2 separate regions of the Mus musculus genome follow, and region 2 is linked to region 1. The links are chromatin contacts, called in public promoter capture Hi-C maps. All regions are on one chromosome and are shown on one strand. Each heading gives the region's core, a stretch centred on a gene start, on an enhancer-like site or on the middle of the called end of the contact. The rest is flanking DNA. Distances are from core to core; before and after follow the strand shown.

Region 1 (5,929 bases), core at 2,242-4,741:
GGGGAGGGTATGGGAAGGAAGAAAAGGATAAAGAGAAGAAAAGGAAAGGACAAAAGGAAATAGAAAGAAAGAAAGAAAGAAAGAAAGGAAGTTAGTTAGTTAGTTAAGAAAACAATGCCCAAAGCCCGAGGACATCGTCAGAGGCATCCTCTGGTCTCCAGAAACACACATTCCTGCTACCAAGAGAACTGGTGGAACAAGCTGAACTCCTATACACTGCTGATGGGAGTTTAAAATCACCAAACTACAATTAAAGGTGAACACAATTCTTGGCACTATAATCAACTAGCCAGCCATAAGAACCATGACCAAAAGTATTAACAGTGATCCACTAGCTGGGACTAACTCAGATATCCTCATAATAGAGAAGTGATTAATTTTAAAACTGCCAAGTATGTATAGCAATTAAAATGAACTTCAAAGTATTATAAATGATGAAGCACAGAAGAATAAATAGGTCATGATCTTACTTTTTAAAACTAAATATTGAAAAAACTAAATTAAGGTATAACATTAAAGATAGTGATTATATTTCACTATCTTTGAGGAAGAGGGAGTGGTTATAAATTTTTTGAGGTTCTCGCCATTCCCATTTCTGGACTTAAATTGTATATATTACAAGAACGTTTCACTTTGCCATGACGCTTGTTTTCTTTTTTAAATTTATGTTATAAACAAACACACATAAATATGCAAATGCATTAACCAGTTGCTTCTGTAAATGTTGGAGACATTGGCAGTATCATGCAATACTCAAGTTTATTAACATACCATTTTCTTTTAATAAAAGTCAAATCTACAAAGGAAATCCTCCTGTACCCTGAAGACATGAAGACATATTCTTAATGGACTTTTGAAAATGTTAAAGATTTACTTTATGTGTTATGAGTTTGAAGCTAACCTAGGCTATTGAGAGAATCTAAGGCCAGGTCTTCTCAAAACAAAATAAACATACAAAAACCAAAAAAAACAAAAACCAAATTAATCCAGTGAGAAGAAATTAAGATCCACTTTAGTCAATGTAGAAGGCTGGGTATGGTGGCACACGCCTTTAATCTCAACATTCTTGAGGCAGAAGGAGCAGTGTTCAAGGCCAGTGTAGTCTAAAAATCTAGTTCCAGAACACTCGGAACTGTTAAACAGAGAAACAATGCTTGAAAAAAACAAATGAACAATCAATCAATCAATCAGTAGAGAGTATGAGAGGCAAATGGAAGGATGGAGAGTCATCTTTATCTCAACAGTGGTAGGTGGTATGGCTAGTGGGACAACCCCCATCTTTAACTAGCATACAAGTTCTAGTAACAGAAAAAGCTCACAGATTCCTAACACTCATTCTTAGCTCTTCATACAAACCTTAAAATTCCATGCTTCCATTTCCTGACCTTTCAAGCCCTTGAGCTCTGATGCTTCTATGTGGGAATCTCTTCTTCCATTCTCCCTTGTGTTTTACTGACTTACAATTCAGTTTTCAATTAAAATAAATTCTCTTACTTGGGCTTGCTCAGATTTGGGACTCAATTTTTATTTAAGAATTACAGTTGCTTTATTCTTCTAAAACTCATCTTCTAAAATTCAGGTGTCTCTCCACCAAGCAAAACTCATTTACGATGATCACTCAGATTGTGATCTATCCATCTTTATAGAGTGAGGGAGGTTTTTCCTACTCATTTGCTTAAGAAATAATGCTATTGTAATGTCAACACACACACACATGGAACGTATACATATGTATGCATATATCCCACAACACTATAAATAGTGTGTATGGGGGTGGGGGAGCAGAGCATTTAACATGTATTAACCATAGGCACAGAGAAGCTAAGAATTTTGACCAAGATCAAACTTGTAAAATGTGAGAGCTAGGCAATATATGTACAGAAACAAATCTAAAGAGTATGTCCTTACTTCTGGTCTCAATGTAGAGTTCAGCATGTTTCCCCAACCTTCTCTGTAGCTCAAGAAAATACCTGAGTTTCTCTCTTTCTCTTTCAAATCTCTCAGCCTTCAATCTCTACATCTTCCTTAGGTCCTATAGGTATCCTTCTTACCTATGATTACAACTGCAGCTAACGAACTGTACTCCTCTATAAACCTCTATGTAGTGTTCAAGGCAACTGTCTTGTTTTTAAACAAAGCATTACTACCAATTCCTCAATGTTGCCAATAATTTGGACACCTAAACCTTTCTTATCAGTAAACACATAGTGGTATGTCAAGATTCTGTCCAAATGGCATCTCCTCTGGAAGTAGTTTAATAACCGCATAATAGTCAATATTTGTTTAGCTCCATGTTAGTAGATGCTATTTCAATGTTTGCTCAATAATTCCATCAACTACTTGGAATCTGATGCAAACGAGTCGGCAGTTGCTGCTGCTTCAGTGTATTTTTGGTATTTATGTATCTCCTTCTGCCAGCTACATGCTTGGAGAACAAGAATCTCCTTACATCAGCTACATGTATAGCACCTGGCACGTAATGAAACATAGGTCAACATCTTTTAAACTAACGACCTGAGCAATGCCTGGAGGTCCTAACCTGCAGGCTTGGAAACTCTTCCTGGCCATCAGCCCTCCAGTTTCTTCGAGCACAACAGACGCATTGCATTACAAATCTATTTCGTGCCTGGCCGACTCCAGTGCACGCTCAAGGAATATTCTACAAGTATTTACTAGCGTCTCAGCTTCGTTAAGTACATACATAGCCTCATGTACATCACCAAGCATTTTGTGCAGAGCACTTCTTTTTAAGTTTTTAACATTTTTCACGCTGGGACCCGACCAGCATTCACAACACATTAGTAGGTCAACGATAGCGACACTGCACCTTACAGATGAATTTTCCATCAGGGAACAGAGCGCGCTTACTTTGGTCTCTCAGTAAGTCGATTTCTGTGGCCATTTCGATATTTTAGTTTGGAGTTTTCATCACGTTTATCGATTCCTCGCAGGGGGGAAAGAAGGTATTTCTCAAACAAGCAAGCAATCGAACAACAACAAAAAAGCAGCCTCCCGCTGTGAGGGCAAACAAAAAGCTAAGGGGTCGCAGGGGCAGCCGAGCCCTGGCGCGGAGACATCAGCATCCCACTCACGCGGCGGCGCAGCCCGGCCCGCCGCTCCGCGGAACCCAGGCGACGCGCCTCAGACTCCGTTCCGCGCTCGGCCGGACCCGGCCGGACGAGAAGGGCCGCGGAGCCGCGCGCGGCCGGAGGGCGCCGAGTTCCCGTCAGACCGCGCGGGAGGATGACCCTGCGACGCGCCTGGCTGGGCGGCAGCGTCCCCGCCGGCTGAGGGGCGACGCCAGGGCCGCGGGAAAGCAGGAGCGGCCGCGGAGTCCACTCGGCCCGCCCTGCGACTTTGAAAGCGGTGCCCCAGACCGTTCCTTGGAGACGGTGACGCCGCGTCCGTCATCACGCGTGCGTCGGTAGGCGTCATTGCGCCGTCTCAGGCGCAGGCAGGTGATTGGCTATCTGTCAGGCGGTGGGCGGGTCCCTGAGGCCGCGTTGGGGGCTGAGTGGGTTGCTTGGCGCCTTCCGCAGTGGCGCAGCGAGTGTCTGTCTGAGGTAGTGTGGCGCATTTTTAATTTAATTAATTTTTTTTTTTTTGTATGGAAACTGTGATAGGAGCAGGCACTAACTAGGTAGGGATTTTCATTGCCCACCCCCGAGTCTTGGTTTTGCAGACACTAAGCGTCTGTGGGAGTCTGTGCAGAGAGGTCTGTGAGTCCTCGGGCTGAGGTGACTCAAGGTCCCCTCACCCCGCCCCCCAGTTTAGAGCTGTCGCTCCTAGGTCTGAAACTGGTTCTTGTGCCTAGAAAAGAGAACTATTGTCCAATATTTAACCCTGTGGCTTCAAGAAGGCACCTGGTCAGGATCCAGGATAGCCTGCAAATCTAGCAGGTATTTCAGAGATGTTTCTTCGGATTTAAGGAAAGATAAAATTCTGCAAAAATAAAATGAAATTTGTACTGGGGCATAAACTACCGTTCACAGTTTTACGAAGTGATATTATGAGTATTTGAGCTGTAAAGCTTGAAACATAAAACATACACAAAATATTGGGGGCAAAAGACATTAGCGATAAAAAAATGCTCACTTGAAGTTTATCATTGGCTTTTGAGGCTTTTAATTGATTATATTTTTATGCATTGAAATACAGTTTCTTTAAATATGCTCAGGGCCTGAGATAGCTTGGTTATGAAGTGCTTGCCTGGAATTCCCCAGCACCCACATAAAAAGCCAAGCAAATCCCCTTTAATTTAAAGATTAAATGGCCTTTAATAGTAGTGCTTGAGAGGAGCAGACAGGATGAGGGAAAAGGGTGCTCTCTATCCAGCAGCCTAGACAAATTTGAAAGTGACTCCAGAGTCAGTAAGTCATTGTCGCAAAAAGTAAAATCAGGCATGTTAATAAGATTTTTTTTTCCTGTTTGATAATATCTGGTGAAAATAAAGGTAGGTTAAAAAAGGTGAACAGCCTTTGAGAATGACATCCCACTGATACTCTGCCTCAAGCTCAGTCCATACACAGCTATAGACGTACTCCCCCACGTGGACACACACAAAAACAAAACAAAAGGCATGTATGCCCTGGATGAAGTTTGGCTTTTTGTTTAACCGTTGAAGACGTTTAGTAATCTTGTACTCATAAAACAGTATCAACAGTGTTACCCTCATTCCTCTAAAAAGAGTCGCTGCTAAATATGTATGTGTTGGCACTAGCCATGCAAAGGGTTAGTTTAGCTTTGAATCAGTGAAAATTCAACCCGGTCTGGTTTTTAGTGGCCATAAACGTAACAAAAAAAAAAAAAACACACTGATTGTGCAAGCTCCATTTCTTTTTTAGGTTCACTATAGGGTACTTTCTGAGGAACATTTTTTATTGACTCAAAAAGATTTTCCTACATTTGGTAGGAATATATTAGGGTGAAGAAAGCCAAGTGTGACTTCTGTATTAAAATTATCAATGGTTTTGTCTAAACTGAGTAGTGAAATAGAACTTTGATATTTGCACTTGAAGTGCTTGTTTTTATATGATCATGGTCAAAATAAGCACAAGCCAGTTGAAGTTTCATGCATTGAAAACTAATGGCAGGTTTCACTGGTAATTTTAATAAATTGACACTAAACATCTAGTATTGACATTAAACATGCTAGGCTTCTGTCTAGCAAACCTTCAGAACATATGAAATAGGAATCTAAGTAAGCGAATTGGAAAGCTAGCTCATCACAGCAAGAATTTGAGCCCAGAAAATATGGCTTCAGTATCACAACCGTTGACCACCATGTGATATAAATTATGCTGAATGTTTTAATGTTTATAGCTAGCTTCTAATTGCAATAAATGAATGGCTACTTTACATGTTTTATTATAATCTCCAGTGATTTACTGTTCATTTTTCAAATGGTTTTATAATGTGTTGTAATGTGTTGCTGAGTTAGCCTTCCCCCTTAAAACAATTAAAAAGACATAAGCACCCAGAATTCAAATGGTGTGATTAAAAACCTTCAGATGTTCCTTTGTGTGTCCTCTCAACATTTTCACTGAAAAATCAGGTTTGTCTGTTTCAGAATTCCTAGTTCCTCCCTCTAGAACGCAGGAGCAACTGGGCAGAGCCTAAGAGGGAGCTCACTGCTCAGACCTGGGCCAGAGACCACAGCTAGCACCAAACTTAGAAGAGCTTCCAGGTCTGTGTCCTATCGGTTCCTATTGGTATGTCCTTTGAGCATCTCTTCAAAGTCTGTCTTTACTTGGACTGAAACCATTTGATAGTCCCATTGCCTCCAGCTGGCAGGTTCCCTGACTTTACTTTCTTCTCCCTCCTTTTCTTTTAGAAATGTGTGCTGCAGTGTCAGATGCGAACTAAAAAGCAGTATGGACTGTAATAAAAAATTAAAGATTTTGTTTTTTGTTTTTGTTTTTTTTTGTAA
Region 2 (5,929 bases), core at 990-3,489, 9.5 Mb after region 1:
AGGCTTTGGAACAGGTTCACAATAGCAGAAATGAATTCCCTCCTATCGGGCAGGCCTCGATGCCAATCAGAAAACGGTTGGCTACCCCTGTAACAGTCCTGACACGTTGTACCAAGAGGTTGTTGTCTGGTCAGTTGATGTTGCACATAGGGTCCACAGCAAAGGCTGTTGGTGACAAAGCTCCCCACTCCCCACCCCACCCCCACTCGCCCCTGCTCCAGCAGCCTATAGAATACCTTGTGTGCGCTAACTGGGAGGAACCTTCCAGTCCGGTTCCAGCTGGATCCCTCCATGTTCTGTGACTAACACATATGTCGACACTTCAGGGTCTTATCATTTATTTCTGGTAGGCAGCCAATAGCAGTGGCAATTGCCTGTAGTGTTTTAATGGCTTCAGGAGCTACTATATGTACAGTAGCCCATAGCTGGCACTGGGCGCTCTAATAGCCTATGGCTTGGGTGGGGAACAGCTTTATCTACCCAGGAAACTTCCACTCAAGCTACTTTTTTTAAAGATTTATTTATTATTATATCTAAGTACACTGTAGCTGTCTTCAGACACACCAGTAAAGGGCATCAGATCTCATTACGGATGGTTGTGAGCCACCATGTGGTTGCTGGGATTTGAACTCAGGACCTTCGGAAGAGCAGTCGGTGCTCTTAACCACTGAGCCATCTCTCCAGCCCTCAAACTACTTTTAAACTTGTTAATTAATTCGCTCATGGAGTATCTAATTTCCTTAAGGCTGTCTCATTCATTACAAGTTCTGGTTGACCCTCTCTGCTCCCTCTGCTGTGCTTTCTTGGCTACTGACAAACTGCTTACAGGAGTAAGAAAGGGAAGGGGGGGGAGAAAATGTGGTGTGTGGTGGGGGTTGGGGGAGGGAGGGAGTCAGCATCCATAGATCCATTACCTAAACTGTAAACCAACTGCTGTATTTTGTTCTATCTGCAAAGCACTTGCTACCTTCTTATGACCCTTTGCCTTGCCTAATGACTCATGGGCGATTGATTGCTGTACAGATAAGAAAACTGAGCCTCAGACGCTAATAATGACCAGCTAAGGAGTTCCTGGCCCCGATGCTGTCATCGGCTTGTCAGCTGATTCATCCGTATCCTGTGGGTGTTAGATGTTTTAGGCCAGGTCTGGAAAGCATTTTGAATCCTTGGTGACGATACTCATTCAAAGTTTCTTTTCCATTCCCGGTTAGGGTTAGTCACTCCTTACACAACCTACCTGAGGTATTTCTTCAACTCATTCTCTCCTGCTTCCCTCTCCGCCTCCCCCCACCCCTTCCCTCTCCATACCCCCTTAGGTGAGAATGTGAGTCTTGGGCCTCTCAAGTGCTGTGTAAGTGCTCCACCACTGAGCAACATCTCCAGCATTTTCCTGGAACATATGGCATCCGATTAAAACACAGCTCTGACCATATCCTAGCATCCCTGCAACAGAGCTGACAAAAATAAGGGTTTTCTCAAGAGAATGTGGGTGTGTGCATCTGACTCTCAGACTATTGAAACAATGGACCCCCCAAGAAATGGGAATTTCCTTCAGGAAACTCCTGCTGGGAAAAGGAAAAGGCCTTTGCTTGAGGGGGAATTCTTTCAGGAAGCGGGAATTCACACAGTTCTATCTAGTCAGATCGCTTTGACCCGGACTGCTGAGATGTGCATACCCCTGGCCTTCTATTTGAACTTTAATCTCATTTTGGGATCCCAGAGAGAGGTTAACTCTTCGTCCTTCTACCCCATGTGGGCATATTAAGTACATCTCCTTTTTTCAGTTTTGTTCGTTTGTATTCTTGTTGTTGTTTTGAGGGTTTTGTTTGTTTGGTGTTTTTCTGTTTCTTTGTTTTTATTTTGAGACAGAGCTTCACTGTGTAGCTCTGGCCGGCCGGATCTCTCCAGACCATGTTGAAGATCCGGGCCCCTGCCCCAGTGCTGAGATTAAAGGCGGTCGCCCTCACCGCCGCACCTGCTTTCCACTTTCAATTTGGCTTTTTCAGTGGTTTATTGGATGGATAATGCTTTAAATTCGGTAACAGTCCAAATTACGTCTGGCCCATCCCAAGCAGTTGTTTTGGGTTGGGGGGGGTTGTTTTGTTTTGTTTCCCCCCCCCCTCCCCAATTCCCTTAGCCTTCATTTTCCATAACTACAGTGCTGTCTCCCAGGTGTGACTTCCAGCCCTCCAATCAGGGCCCAGCTAGCTCCAAGGCCAATTCCACCAGACCTTCTGGCAGGACTGACGCTCAACGCCCTGCAGTCCGTTTCCGCCTCTCGTGCCTGAGGGGCGGATGCTTGTCGCAGCCGCCACACAAGTAGCCAGCGCGTCCTGGTGCCTAATCTCCTTCAGCACCGCGGAGCGTGGAGCCCACAGCTCGGGGAGGACGTTCTCCCAGACACGCGCTCGCACACACTCAGCGCTGGCACCAACCCGGGATTCCCAGCCTGTGGACGCTCCCATTGCAGCCGGCGGGAGGGGACAGAGGCTCCCGGAACGCCTCTCTAACGAATCCCCGCGGTGTCAGCCAGCCCCCAGCCTCCGCCCCGTGGGAGATCTACAGTCGCTGTCACTGATCCAGACGGTCCATTCTCGGCCGGAGCTGTCCGGGTCTGACTGCGCCCTGGTCGTGCGCGCGGATCCCCCCCTCTGCAGCCACCGCGTGGTAGCGCCCGCTCCGCCGCCGCTCGCCGGTTGCTCCCCGGCGCTAGCTCCCTCGCCTCAGTGAGCCGCCGCTGCTGCCGCCGCCGCGTCTGCCTCCCGGCACAGCTCGCCCGGTCGGCGCCGAGGGACGAGGAGGAAGGAACACCCCGCAGCGCAGCGGTCCCGCGCCACCCCCACCCCACCGTCGCCCGCCCAGCTCGGCCCGGCTCGTCAGCGCGGCGGCGCCCGGCATGTATCAGAGCCCGCGGCGGCTCTGCTCGGCCCTGCTGCTCAGGGACGCCCCCGGCCTGCGCCGCACACTCGTGCCCGGCCCGCGCCGAACGCTCGCCCCGCCGGTGCTCGGATCTCGGCCCAAGTCCCCGCAACTGCAGGCGGCGGCGGCCTCGGGCGCCGCGAGGTCGCGTCCCCGAACAGGTGAGCGGGAGCGCGGAATGAATGGGCGCCGCGGGCTGGTCCCCTGCGTTCACCCCGGCGTCGCGTCGGGAGGGAGGGAACGCCGCTCAGGGGGCCTCGCTTTCCGCGTTCGTGTCTGATCCCCCTGAATCCCCGGTGGCCACAGTGACCCCAGTCGCTAACGTTTTGCTTTACCCCTCACCCCCACCCCCCGATGCAGGGCGGTAACGCTTTGGTTGCAGACGGCTTGTGGACATCCTCATGAAGGGGAAAAAATATCTAAAAATGGCATGATCTTGGGTTTGCAGGGCCTACAGGCTCTGAATCTTCTCAAAGCCCTGGTAGTAATAGCACATGTTAACTCGTTACGCTCATTAATTTATTTATGTTTTGGAAGGGGGGGAGTCTTCCACTTCGTCTTAAATCCCTGGTAAATCAACCTTTCATGAAGTCAGTTCTGTACATCATCTTGTGTTTTTTAAGTGTCTCCTTTCTGCCTAAAAGCAGATTGCGACGGTCACAAACTACATATAAATCAAGTATGGCTTTTAAATGAGTAGTTTCTCCCTCAAATCTAGCAATTACTTAATGTAGGCGCTCCTTCAGAACCAGCAATTATTCCATAGTACTTTTCTAGAAAGTGTAATTTGGTTGTTACCTCAAATTAGGTTATTGCCGTCTAACATTCGGATGCAGTAACCATCCTTATTTTACTAGAGTACATTTTGAGAGAGTATTGGTTGAATTTAAGGACAGAGTGTACATTAGAACGTATAGGTTCCCTGTGGTTGTCTTTTGTTGCCTTTTTTTCCCCCCAAGACATGGCCATGGCTGTCCTAGACCTTGTCTATGTAGACCAGGCTGGGTTCGAATTTATAGAGATCCACCCGCCTCAGCCTACCGGATGCTGGGATTAAAGGCTAGCACGTGGCGCCAAGTTTCATGAGGCTTTCTTTAACGAGTTATCGCAGGGCAGTGGTGGCCCACGTCTTTAATCCCAGCACTTGGGAGGCAGAGGCAGGCAGATTTCTGAGTTCGAGGCCAGCCTGGTCTACAGAGTGAGTTCCAGGACAGCCAGGGCTATACAGAGACAGCTGTCTCAAAAAGGTAGGAAGGAAGGCAAGACTTTTGAAAGTCCAGGGTCGTGCCCCCACCTCAGGGTCTATAGAACCTTGGTGGGTTGTGGAATAACTGTTGGGATGGATAGCATCCCAGTAACACCATTTTCCTGTTGCTCGTCTCAAGGAGGAACATTGTTAGGTTTGGTGGTGGAAAGGTTGGCTGGTACCAGCCCCCTCCAACTCCTTCAGAAGCCGGATTTGTCATTAGGCACATCTGTGTGCACAGGTGGGTTATGTAGTTCAGAGCAAGGACAGCTGTGGTAATGGAGTCAAAGAGTTGGCAGTGTGAGGCTTCTGACCGATGTCTAATGCATTTCTTTAAAAGTTAATTGAAACCCCTTGGATTTATGGGTAAAAACCTATAGATGGAAGGAGGTAGGGTAGGGAAGTGGTAGACTGTGGGTTTTACAATAGGCCCTAGCAGCAAAGAAAGAAATTGCAGGCTTTTTTGTGGTACTTAAACTATCTTAGACAGCACAGGGTGTAGGCAGGTTTCCTGTTTCTTGCAGCTTTGGGGGAAAGATACAGTCATTGATTCGTTGCTCATTCTTATGCCGTGTCACTCACTGTAGAAGAGTCTGTAATATATTAAATTGATGAGTCTAAGCTTTAGGTTATTCAAAGAGCTTACTTCCCATTAGGAAGTGAGATTTGGGGCTAAGGAGATGGTGCAAATGGTGAAGATGCAGAAGACCTAAGTTCAGTCCACATGATGGAAGGAGAGAAATTAAGTCCTTCAAGGTGTTGCCAGGCATCCACGTGTGCCTACACACATACAACAAACTCTCGGGATTTTTAGATTTGGTTGTTCGTTTGTTTTGTTTTGTTTTGTTTTGTTTTAAGAGGTGAGATTTAAGCAGATGTGGTGATTCAGGCTGGAACATTTCTTTTTTTTTTTTGTTTTGAGAGTCTCAATGTAACCCTTGCTGTCCTGGAACCCTGCACCCAAGTGCTGGGATTCAAAGTGTAGCCTGACCAGGAGCAGATCTTGAATTCGAGGCCAGCCTGGGGTACAGGTTATGGTTCCAGTCCTGTGTTTTTTAAGGGGGGGGGAGCTCTCACAAAGGCCTGTGTCATTAAATGAAACACCTTTTAGTCTCATAGTGACATTTTTGCTGTGACAAGGTGGAGGTGACCTGTAGTGCTAACTCTTGATACTTCCGGGGTTCACTCAGGCGGTCGCAGCATTCAGGACTAGACTTGAAAGGAGAAGATGCAGCTTGAGGTGCTGACACAAACCTTTAACCCAGCACTCGGCAGGCGGGTCTATGCGTTCGAGGCCAGCCTGGTTTACCGAGTTCCAGGAAACCCTGACTTAAAGAAAAAGAGAAACTGGTTAGGGTTGAAGGTGAACCATTCAAGGAAACAACGCGGAAAGGAAAGGTAAGAAGAAGGACATCTAAGGCGTTAAATGAGGGTGGAGAAGAAGCCTTTTGCAGAAGGGGCGGCATTCTTCAAAGTATCTTGGAAACATTTCATTTCTGCTCAAGAACAAGATTATTGAGTTTGGTAAATCAAATCGAATACCCAGGTTCCACATTATAAAAAAGAAATAACAAGTCCTCAAATCCCTTTTATTTCTTCCTTCTCACTTTTTAAATAAAGATTCTTTTATTTATTTTATTTATTTTTTTGGAGACAGGGTTTCTCTGTGTAGACCAGGCTGGCCTCGAACTCAGAAATCCACCTGCCTCTGCCTCTGCCTCCTGAGTGCTGGGGAAAAAGGCGTGAGCCACCACTGCCCTCATT

What was found. Promoter capture Hi-C pulls out the DNA fragments that hold promoters and counts their contacts.
Region 2: a promoter capture Hi-C map of pre-B cells shows a contact between it and region 1. The contact joins the promoter of Noct here to the promoter of D3Ertd751e in region 1. A contact is called at or near these places in 1 of 39 promoter capture datasets (pre-B cells) and 1 of 484 Hi-C or Micro-C datasets (CD4 T cells).

The regions. Positions count from the first base shown.
Region 1 is chr3:41,739,127-41,745,055 of GRCm38.p6, forward strand. D3Ertd751e (DNA segment, Chr 3, ERATO Doi 751, expressed) reads left to right here and starts at 3,492. Exons shown (of 6, transcript NM_001099785.1): 1 at 3,492-3,563. It overlaps Sclt1 (sodium channel and clathrin linker 1), which reads right to left and starts at 3,388. Exons shown (of 21, transcript NM_001081411.1): 1 at 2,869-3,388. The coding sequence starts at 2,902.
Region 2 is chr3:51,222,208-51,228,136 of GRCm38.p6, forward strand. Noct (nocturnin) reads left to right here and starts at 2,240. Exons shown (of 3, transcript NM_009834.2): 1 at 2,240-3,080. The coding sequence starts at 2,897.